2 separate regions of the Capsicum annuum genome follow, and region 2 is linked to region 1. Evidence: chromatin contacts called from public Hi-C data. All regions are on one chromosome and are shown on one strand. Each heading gives the region's core, a stretch centred on a gene start, on an enhancer-like site or on the middle of the called end of the contact. The rest is flanking DNA. Distances are from core to core; before and after follow the strand shown. Region 1 has its middle 7.5 kb from the start of LOC124896102. Region 2 holds the start of LOC107860391 (probable galacturonosyltransferase 9).

The links. Hi-C and Micro-C count contacts between places; a contact is called where the count stands out from the background.
Region 2: a contact with region 1 is called in a Hi-C map of bud, with 2.5 times the contacts expected there. The contact joins the promoter of LOC107860391 here to the enhancer-like site in region 1. A contact is called at or near these places in 3 of 5 Hi-C or Micro-C datasets (bud, leaf and placenta).

What each region holds. Positions count from the first base shown.
Region 1 is chr2:147,940,617-147,946,614 of UCD10Xv1.1, forward strand. No RefSeq gene overlaps it. Among protein-coding and RNA genes, the nearest start is that of LOC124896102, 7.5 kb to the left of the region's middle. Within about 2 kb of position 2,800, at least 4 of the 5 cell types and tissues checked have an H3K27ac peak or open chromatin away from gene starts, as enhancers often do. A contact at or near this core is called in bud and leaf, where this site is marked.
Region 2 is chr2:147,988,208-147,994,074 of UCD10Xv1.1, forward strand. LOC107860391 (probable galacturonosyltransferase 9) reads right to left here and starts at 2,311. Exons shown (of 3, transcript XM_016705731.2): 1 at 1,749-2,311; 2 at 183-1,388; 3 at 1-13. The coding sequence starts at 1,889. It overlaps LOC124896103 (a long non-coding RNA gene), which reads left to right and starts at 5,293. Exons shown (of 2, transcript XR_007052550.1): 1 at 5,293-5,551.

The DNA.
Region 1 (5,998 bases), core at 1,550-4,049:
TCAAATGATCTCCATGGGTTCAGCAAGGAACAACATGACCATCTCTTGTCCTTATTACATCAAAGTAGGTTGCACGACTGATATGAGAATGACAATGGAAACACGAAACACACTCCAAACAGTTCATAAATTACAATAAATTGTGGACTAAATGGAGACCTCTCTCGAATTCGCTACAGCTACACAATAACGAGATAGAAAGGGGTATTTTCAACACCAAATCAGCCAACCCAAACTATGATTAACAACAAAAAGATGAAGAATAAGATGAACTTAATAATGGGAATAACAACAACACAAATGGGTACAATACGAGATACAAATATTACAACATTGCAAGAATAGAAAGGATAGATAGAGTGACAAACACTATCTCATGAACTAAGAACCTAAGTGTATTCAAGTACCTAGACCCTTAATACAATGATAATAGGAACACCTACTCTCTTCGGTGAGCACAAGAGAGACCTCAACCTCCTCTAGCACCCAACGTTCTAAGCAAGAATGCAACACTAGTAATTCCACCCTAGTTACAAGTTTTGGTTTTGTGCCTCAAGGAGAGAGGACTTTTCTTTCAATGTTATACAACATTCATTATCATCAAAGTCTAATGAATGAAACCCTAAAATGTTCTAATTAATGAAACCCTAAAAGGTTCTATTTATAAATATTATAAAAATAATGTGAAATATCCATAATACCCCTTAAGGGTGAGGTGCCCATCAAGTGCAAGAAGTGGGCTGATTTTGGTGTGTTTAGGCCCTCTTTTACACTTCACTTGTGCACTTCCTTGGACGATTTCATTACGCACTCATTCACGTCCATCCTCGTGGTCGTACTTGTATCAATGACTCTTGTTTATGTGCTTCAGCCAACTTTGCAGGTGTGACTAGTATTTCAGCTTATAATATTTGTTATTTCTTTGCTTTCCACCTCTCTCAGATGTTTAATAATCCTTGGATACTTGATTCAGGGGCCACACACCACATAGCCCCTCACAAACACCTTTTTACCAACATTAAACCTTTGTCATCACCTTACTTAATTTCTCTTCCAAATGGTTACAAAGTGAAAATAACTTGTACTGGTTCCTTGCCTTTGTATTCTGATTTAGTTCTAAATCATGTTCTTCTAGTTTCCAGTTTTCAATATAATTTGATTTCTTTACATCAATTCCTCTTACAGTTTAATTGCACTGCTCATTTTACTGACACTTCTTATGTCTTTTAGGGCCATTTTCTGAAGAGGCCACTGAAAGTTGGAAAACTGTCCAATGGACTATATATTCTTCAGCTGAATGGTTCCAATCTCTCTGACAATCCTCACCACAATGCTGCATCTCACAGCTCACCGCCATCATCTAATAGATCTGTTACTATGTCTGGTTTTATTTCTTCTTATGATAATAACGCCGTTGTTTCTTCTATGTCTTTTCCTAGTTCTTCTATATCTTTTATTTCCAATTCAAAGTTCATGTTCCACAACATGTACCTTCTTCATCTTCTTATAAAATGTCTCCAGATTTGTATGTTAATTCAATTTCTGATTCTTTTCAAGCAAATGTTCTTCTTGTACATTATGAGTTGCAGTTTTCTAGCTCCATTACCGACAATGCTAGTCTTCCTCTTATTTGGCATCATAGATTAGAACATATGCCTTATTTCAAAATAAAAACAATTTCTTCCCTTAGATCCCTTCTTCCTACTAAGAAACCTTTCCATTGTTTCATATGCCCAATGGCAAGACAACAGAGGTTACCTTTTCTTGAACGTAAAATTCACTCCACTAAACCTTTTCAATTTGTTCATATTGATCTTTGGGGCCCTTATCCACACTCAAACTTACAATGGTTATAAGTATTTTTTGACTATTGTAGATGACTATACTAGGTGCACTTGGACTCATTTATTATCTGCCAAGTACAATACTTTTCCTATGATCAAATCCTTCTTCTTTTATATTCAAAATCAATTCAAATTAAACATTCAAATTATCCGATCAGATAATGCATTTGAACTTGGTTCTAGTTTTGAGGCTATTTAATTTTCCTCCTCTTATGGGGTTTTCCATCAAACCTCTTATCCTCACACCCCTCAACAAAATGGGGTGGTGGAGAGAAAACACAAACACTTGTTAGAAACATCTAGGGCACTACTTTTTCAGTCCAAATTACCAGTAAAGTATTGGGGAGATTGTGTACTCACTACTACTTTTTTGGTAAATAGATTTCCCCCTCTTTTATTACACAATAAAACTCCTTTTGAGCTTCTTCATGGTTCAGTTCCTTCATATTCCAACCTTAAAGTTTTTGGATGCCTTTGTTATGCATCTGTTCCCATCCCTCAAAGGGATAAATTTTAGCCTAGGTCCATCTCTTCTATTTTTCTTGGTTACTGTATTAGCAAAAAGGGTTACAAATTGTTATCTATCTCTTCTCACAAAGTGTTCTATTCAAGGGATGTTCTTTTTCATAAACCTATATTTCCCTATGCTTCTCATTCACCTGTTTCTCTCTTTCCTTCAACTCCTCCTCCTACTGTTGATGTTCCTAATTCTACACCTTCTATAACACCTTGTCCACCTAGAAGGCCTACCAGGACTTCCTCTACTCCCACTTATCTCTCAGATTATGTGTGTTCTTCTGCTTCTCAATCTAAGGTTTATTGTGCTTCTGTTGGGGCTAGTTTACCGAAACCTCAATATTATCATCAAGCAGTTAGTCATCCTGCTTGGCAGGCTGCTATATTGCAGGAATTTCATGCCCTTAAAGCAAATAATACTTGGGAGATTGTCCCTTTACCCCCTGGTAAGAGGGCAATACCCTCGAAGTGGGTATATAAGATAAAACAGCATGCTGATGGGTCTATTGAGAGGTACAAAGCCCGTTTAGTTATTCGAGGGGATAGTAAAAAAGAAGGGGTCGACTATAATAGACTTTTTCCCCGGTGGTTAAAATGTCCACCATCAAGTGTCTTTTAGCTGTAGCAGTTAAACGTCATTGGAAAGTTTATCAACTTGATGTCAACAATGCTTTTCTGCATGAAGATCTGTTGGAGGAGGTGTATATGAAAATTCGTCAAGGTTTTGATATTTCATCCCCTGATCCATCTCGTTCTCTTTTTTACAAGCTGAAAAATCACTTTATATGCCAAATTATCAGCAGTCGTACAGTTCATGAGTTTTGTTCCCAACCTTAACTACTACTCCTTTTTACTAAGGTTTCTGGTGACCTTATTACTATTGTGGCTGTTTATGTTGATGGAATATTGTTTGTTGGTAATGATTCTGTTTAGATTGATTCGCTTAAGCACATCCTCGATGATTGTTTTAAAATTAAGGACTTGGGAGAGGCATATTATTTCCTTGGATTGGAGCTTATTAAACAACATTCAGGGTTGCTGGTTACTCAAAATAAGTTTACTACTGATCTATTGGCTTATTTTAATTGTTCATATATTATTCTTGTGGCTTGTCCTTTGGAACTTTATTGCAAATTATCTGCTGATATAGACGAGCTTTGCGCTGATCCTTCTGTTTATCGTAAACTGGTTGGCAAATTGAATTTTTTACAACACACTCATCCTGATATTTCCTTTGTTGTACAACACCTCAGTTAGTTTTTTCATTGCCCTCGTGTGCCTCATTTGGAGGTTGGTCTTCATGTTTTGCAATACTTGGTTGGTTCTCCAGAAATGGGTATCTTTCTCAATGATAGTGATGATTTTTCCTTGACTGGCTATTGTGATTCTGACTGGGCTGGTTGTATTCAATTCCGGTGCTCTGTTACGGGTTTCTTTCTCTTGTTTGGTGGCTCTCTTATATCTTGGAAGTCCAAAAAGCAACCCACCATCGCTTTATCTTCAGTCGAGGCTGAATATAGAGCTGTTCGAAAGATTGTGGCGGAAGTATCCTGGCTGGTTTGATTATTTGCTGACTTTGGTGTTTCTAATTTGACACCTGTACAGGTATTTTGTGACAACCAGGCTGCTTTGCATATTGCCAGGAATCCAGTTTTCACGAACGAACTAAACATATAGAGATCGACTGTCATTTTGTGCGTGAGAAGTTGAAGGATGACTTGGTTTCTTTGCAGTATATTCCCACAGCACAACAATTGGCTGACCTGCTTACTAAGCCTTTGACGGGCATTCACCATCCCAGTCTCTTGTCCAAGCTAGGTTAGGACTCCGGCTTGCGGGGGATGTTAGGAATGGGCCTCCACCACCACCGTCTTAGTCTAGTCCTTCAATAATGGGCTTTTGTATACTCAGACCAGCCCATTCATTATTTAAGTTGGTTTGTTTCTATTTTGAATATAGAAGGATATGATTTGAAACTGGAAACGATTTTTGCCATTTTGACTCTCATACACAAAAATGAGAACACATTTCTCTTTAATTCTTCTCTCTAATGACAAGGGTTTTCATTGCTTTTAGTGGTTTGCTTCCGTGTTGATGTGAGTTTTCAGGGGAAGGGGGCAACAGAGGGCTGTAATGGTGGCCTTTTGGGGGTTGGGTGGGTTGTAATGATGGTGTTTTATTTTTATTTTTTATTTTTTTTTAGGGGGGGGGGGGGGGGGGGGGGGGGGGGACTGTAATGGTGGATTTTTTTTGCGGAGGGGAGGGTGGAGGATTTTTTTCCATGTTTAATTTTTTAAAAAATTATTTTAATATAAAAACTGTACCAACTCGCACTCACGCTTGTGACTACACACATTGCGTCCTATTCAGACACCTTAATGCCACATAGGCTTGGTCAACGGTCAGAAGAATTTAAAATATTATTGTTTACTGGGGTTTAGACGACAAAAGGTTAAATAGACGTTCACTTTACAAATGGGAACAAGTACAGAAATCCACCGAGTTATTTTGCCGTAAGTGAAAAGTACTCCATCAGTTTAAAATTGTTTATTTGACTTTTTTTGTTTAACACGGAGTTTTAAGAAAACAAAAAAGATTTATTAATTTTGTGGTCTGATTCCTGAAACTATATATATATATATATATATATATATATATATATATATATAGTTTATTGTGATAAGTATGACATGTGAAAAGTTATAATAAAAGAAATATCCAAAAAGAAAGGAAATATTCTTTTTTAAAATTAAAAGGAAGGAATTATTAAATGTGATCGAATTTTATTACTAATGATACATGAGAGGTAACAATGAGTCAATTTGAAAAAGTTACACCACAACCACTATATTAAATCTTTCGGTTATCAAAAAAATAAAAAATAAAAAATCTCTCATTAAGTGGAGGACCTAAATTAATAATTCCACATTACCCACCTAATTCCACTCACTAATTGTTTACTCTAATGACACATTTTGGGGGCTATATCTTGTCATAGTTCTTTTTCCTCTCTATATTTTAAAGATTTTTTGTTTTTTAATAGAACCATTTTTTCTTATTTGCTTTTCTTGTGCCTATTATTTTCTTTTAATTCACTTTTCCCCTATTCAATTCAATTCTTATGCCAACATCTAACTAAATTGTGACTAAATTGTGCAGCTGCTCTTTAGTGTAACAATACTAGAGGAGCATGGCCATGTCAGCACGGGTCCAATATTAAAATATTTTAAATATGTACGATAAATTAGATTGATGTTAATTTTAATAATGATTTATAAAAATATGAATACACAAAACATATTAATTACTTGATAGTATTTTGTAAGGAGTCAAATTATCTCACAAAATAATTGTGTACAATTTACTCATATAAGTAGTAAAATTTGATGCATTTAAAGTTTAGATCTTTAGTCATATAATTGAGATTTGCTACGTATAAAATATTAGAATAAAATTGATACATAAGACTTGAAACCTATTGAATAAAATAGAGATTAATTGTTAAAAAAAAAATAAGTGTTATCTAGTCATTGCATGTTACAGCACATGTGGGTCGCAATTAGAAACTCAAAATTCCATTGCATTTCCCCAATAAGTCGACATAAACATCCTTTGCTTTCATTTCTCGTTCTCTTTGT
Region 2 (5,867 bases), core at 1,061-3,560, 47 kb after region 1:
TCCGATCCTCATTCTAATAAAAAAAAATTGATAAGAATTAATAACTTAATAGGATAAATGATAAAAGAAAAGAAGTCCTAGCTCAATCAGATTCTAATTCAGTCTATTGTTTTCTATGCTATAATAAACTTACCAAAAAAATCAAGCATAAACGATAGAAGGTACAGCATAAAACAACTCACCAAATTCTGCCAGTAGTGATACTGCTCAGTGCATTTTTCACGCCTCCAAGCATCAAGATCAAAAATGTTCATCCCAAACGCCCAGGCACATGCCTTAGAGTTGAACTTTTCCCCAACAAGTGGGTGAGAGAAATTCAAGTACTGAGAATAACGATGAAAAGATCCAAAGCAGGTTTCAACTGCCCCATTGACCATCCCATCCAAATCAATTGTCCACAATGCAGTCAAATCCTTCTGAACCACAACATCATCATCCAAAAACAAAATCCGGTGAAGTGATGGATACATCTCCGGCAAATAAAATCTTAAGTGATTTAACATCGACAAGTACTTTGGATTCTTAAATTTCATGTTGTTCACGTCTTTCGTGGCATTCTCAGCATTGTTTTCAAAGTAAAAGTTCTGCAACTTTGCTGACTCAAGTTGCTTGAGCACTGGAACATAGGAAGGAGTTAAGAATGTAAAATCCTCAACAGATTTGATTTCAATGTGAGCTTGTTGAATAGGCCTCATCTTAAACCACACTTTCATTGCAGCTAGATTCATCCTATCAGTAACAACATGGAACACATGTTTCCACGGCTCCTCTGCATTCTTTATCACCGAATTCACAACCACGGATACTGCAATAACATTATCTGAAAATATGGCATAATGATACAGAGTAGGATCCTCAAATTCAGGTTCCGGGTCCTCATCCCTATATTTTTCAGGATGTGAGATTCTCTCCTCCATAAGTCGCATAGCAAGACAATGCAAACTCTTTGGAGTTGATTTAGCAGCAATCAAGCTGCCAAAAGCTCCATTCTTCTTTGCCTTCACGAACAACTCATTAACAGCAAATATTGTGTCCTTCAGCTTCTGTATTTTCAATTGATTATCATAAGACTCTTTCGAGTCAGCAATCAATAACCTAGCAAACTTGACCTTATCCTTAACCTCCTTCTCAAACTGTTTCAAGGAGTCCTCCTCCAGAGGTCCATCAGTATCAAACAAAGTCGAGCGATAATTTTGCCTCGACTGAAGTTCAGAAAAATTCTGTGCCAAATCTTCAAACATCTTAAGCTGCTTAGAAATCTCCAACTTCAGCCTCCTTGCATATGCAGCATAGGCATTCACAAGCGCTATATGATCAGTTGCTTGTTTATGTATTAAATCTAACCTAGTCTTCAATGGATCTGAACTCAGTCCCACAAATGACGTAGTCTGTTACGCATGATCAAATGTTAGTCAATTTCACTATAACCTTCACCACAGATACAAATTTTCATTCTCCATTTTCACACTTCAGTGTACCTATTCTTTCCTAAATGTAAACTGATCGACTCTCAGCAAACGTCTTATGCACTGAAGATATAAAAGCATGCCTTATCCACGGAACACGAAACATACATATAAAAAAAAAGGTAAAATGAATGACCTCATCAACACTAAAATACAGTTCTAATTACAGCAACTACTACTACTACTTTTTAAGGAAAATGATTTAATCTACACAACTCATTGCAAACAATATGCATAAGCAAATGAGGTAAAATTAGAAAGATTAAAGTAATGAAAACGTACGGAATCGTGGTGAGAGGAGAAGAGGACGGAGAGAGTAGCGAGAAAGAGTAAAGTAAACATAGCGGAGACGAAGATTCGGTATGAGAAGAAATTCCGAAGTGCCGATCCGCCGCCACGGCCTCCTCGGACTGCAACCGCCATTTTTTTTTCAGATCTCACTCCGACTGATCTAATTGATAATGTGACAAATCTGCACTGAATCTGTATAACTACATATGCAATTTGGAATGTGGATTGAGTTCAATTATTTAAGTGGAAGATTAATAGGGAATTAATGTGGATTATGATTGGGTTAGTGGAGTTGATTAAATGAGATCTGAAGCTAAGACAGTTGAAGATGGAGACTATCCCAATGTTTTTCCCCTGCGTCGGTGGTTTTTCTTTTCTATTTTTGGAATTTCAATCAACTCGGGATCTAACGCGATTGATACTCGTAGTAAAGATGAAAAAGCATATTCAATGAAATGAAAGGGAAGATTTTAAAATAATGAAAATAAAATAAACTTTTCCAGAAATAACACCTGAACTTTCTTTTCTGATGTATTCCCGTTTTAAATTATTTATTTATGTGTGTCTTTTGCAAGTCCAACACTAAAATATGTCATGAAATTAAAAAAATATTAAAATATATCATGTATATAAAATGTAATCATAATATGTTTAACTTATGTAACTTATATTTTACATAAGTTATATCAAAATGAGTTAACGACATGTGTCAAGTACATAACTTACTTTTTAAGTGAGTTATACATTTTATTTATACATAACTCACTTTATGTTTTTTGATTTATACTTATTTGATTTATTATATTTATTTTTATAATTTATATGAATTCTTATAAAACTTGCATACTATCCGAGCAATCAATCTATCCTTTTAAAGTTTTATTTTTTAAAAAACTGACATATTTATTTTTTTTAAAGCTCACTAATTATATGATTTTATAAAGCTCAATAATTATTTTTTAAAATATATTTTTATCTTATAAAATTATATATGCCTCTATTTTTATCATATACTCCCTTTATTTCAAATAAGTTGCATATACTCCCTTTATTTCAAATAAGTTGGTCCCTGTGTACTTTAGCATATTCATTAAGAAAAAAATTATTAGGGATTATCTATTTACCAAATTAGTCTTATTAATTATTCTTTAAAAATATATTCACATCATTAATAAAGTATGCACTTGTCACACATATTTTAAAAGTTATATTCAATGGACAACTCATTTTTTTACTTATTTTATATTTGAATAATTCACAGTGTGTTTTACTCCCTCCATTTCGTATTAGTTGGCTTTCTTTCTAAAAAAAATTATTTCAATTTAATTGTCCTTTTATAAAATTAAGAGAATATAATTATATTCTTCCGATACTATTTCTATCATTAATGACTAAATAAAATGTATAAACTTAAATTTATATTTTTAAAGTATAATTAATAAGACTAGTTTGGTAAATGGATAATCCCTAATAAATTTTTTCTTAATGAGTATGTTAAGTACATAGGGGTCAACTTATTTGAAATAAGGGGAGTATATGATAAAAATAGAGGCATATCTAGTTTTATAAGATAAAAATATATCTAAAAAAATAATTACTGAGTTTTATAAAATCACATAATTAGTGAGTTTAAAAAAAATAAAATATGTTAGCTTTTTAAAAAAATAAAAAATTAAAAAAGATAAATTAATTGTTTACATAATATGTAAGTTTTATAAAAATTCACATAAATTATAAAATAAATATATAAATTAAATAAGTACATAAATTAAAAAACATAACTTACTTTTTAAGCGAGATATGTAGAAATAAAATGCATAACTCACTTTTTAAAAAGTGAGTTATGTACCTTTTCAGATTTCTAACACCGTTTGACATCTGTTGTTAACTTTAAAAAAGTGAGTTTAGTATATTATGATCATATTTTATATACATAATATATTTTAATATCATTTTAATTTCATGATATATTTTGGTTCCACACTCTTTTGCCCCATCCACTTTTTCTCCATATTTTGTCCATCAGTTCATGTGCATGCAAAGTCATTCGCTAATATTAATAAGTAGGCGTTTTGTGAAATATCAAATTCTCTCTAAAAAAAAAAAAAAACTTATTTGAAAATTCCATATCAGCATTTCGCTTTCTCAGATCAGTTCACCATCTCATATGGTATAAAAATTGTATCCACGTTTATATTTCGTAGAAAGAAAAATCTCATCATTCTAAAATTTGCAAAAAGATATATGCTCGATATGAAAAAATTATAGGTACCATGTGAAAGAATTATGTTAACCAAAAATTAGTTACTATTATTATTGAATAGTAGATCTTTATAAAATTACGTATACTTGAAGTTTGTAATCACAATTTTTTATTTATAAAAATGTATGAAAACATGTAATTTATCAATTTATGAACTATAGGTTGTTTATTTGATAACACTATATGAGAATTAAATAATATTTTTCACAATTTATTTTTTTGGGGAGGGGGGGGGGGGCGATACTTTTGTCAGAAAACATACAACTTAAAAAGGTTCAAATTGCACGTCTAAATAAAACTTCAACTTTACTTCACTTCACTATAATATTGTGATTTGAAATCATAATTTCATAATGTATGGCCAACCGGCCCCTAGGCATCAACAATGTTAAATAAGAAATTTAACGTATAATTTGTATGAAATCTGTTAAATTAGCTCGTACATTGGTATTACGCGTGTCTAGAACATACAATGGAGCAATTAGGGTATAAGTCTCACCCATACATGTAATTGAGGGCGGAGCTAGCTTATGTTTAGGGGTTCAAGTATAAAAATTTATACTACTTATACATGATTAATTTTTATTTTTTTTAAGTATATTTAGTAGACGTTGAATTCCTTTCAACTAATTCGTACGTTTATTCTTTCGAATTTTGACTCCACCATTGCTAATGTGCCTTAAGAGGTTGTTTGGCTAAAAAAAAGTTATTCAAGGATTAGTTATTCCACCATATATATATATCAGATAACTTATTCTAACTTTATGATGTAAATGGTGTAATAAATAATCCCAATACTAGCTAATACCTCACACCAAACATTAGACTATTTATCCTTTATACCTCACACCAAACAAAAAGAATATTGTCAGTGTCTCACCCTGAACAAGCCCCTAGGCCAGACCCAATACTCATTGAGTTAAAATTAAGATGGTGTTTGACTATGAAAATTTTTACTTTTTTAAGGGTTAAACTCAAAAAACACATTTAATCATAAAATTTTAAAAAATTCCAAAATTCAACTTTAATTCAAAAAGTTCAAGAATTTAAACAACAATCTACCCAACAACATTTCACAAGTGAGGTCTAGAAATAAGATCATACCAGTACCTCGTGAGAGAGGTAGATAAATGGTTTTCCAAATACAATTTTTTAACAAACAAAAAAAAATTGTTTCACTACAAATTATAGCATTAACTTTGTAGTTTGTACTAAAAACAACTTCAATTTTCAAATTACTAGTATTTTTCACTTTAAAAACAATTTCTTTTCCCTTTCAAATTTCGCAATGTTTAGCCAAACACCCGCTTAATAACCCGTAAAAGATTTGAGTTTTGGTAAGCCCGGGAAAGTTCAAATCCCGCGGGGACGAGACTTCCTAATTGATACTCCAATTCTTTTGTAGAGCCGGTAAATTTCATAATCTCAAGCTGCTCTGGAATGTGCACCAAGTTTGTTATCACCAACATTTCACCGTCTTCCATATGAGTTCCATCACAGTATGAAAATCAGATTCTAATCCCAATCACAGGTAATCCCCGATTAGCTCTCCACATCTCCTGAGATTTCAAATAATGCACTGTTCCGCTAAAATTCATAAGCGTGAAAACCTCAGACGATAAATTGTTATTACGAGTTAGCTATGCTGATTTATCTTCTATCTGTAGACAGACACTGTAGCGCAACTTACAGTAATTAATTTCACTTTGTCTATTCTTCGTTGAAGGGATATAGCGAACATACTTGTAGTATCGCCTGAAAATTAGGCAATTTTGATTTTGATCCGGTGACATCAGTAGTTTGCGTTTTGTAAATTATATTGTCGTAGTGAAGTTGATTGTTTCATG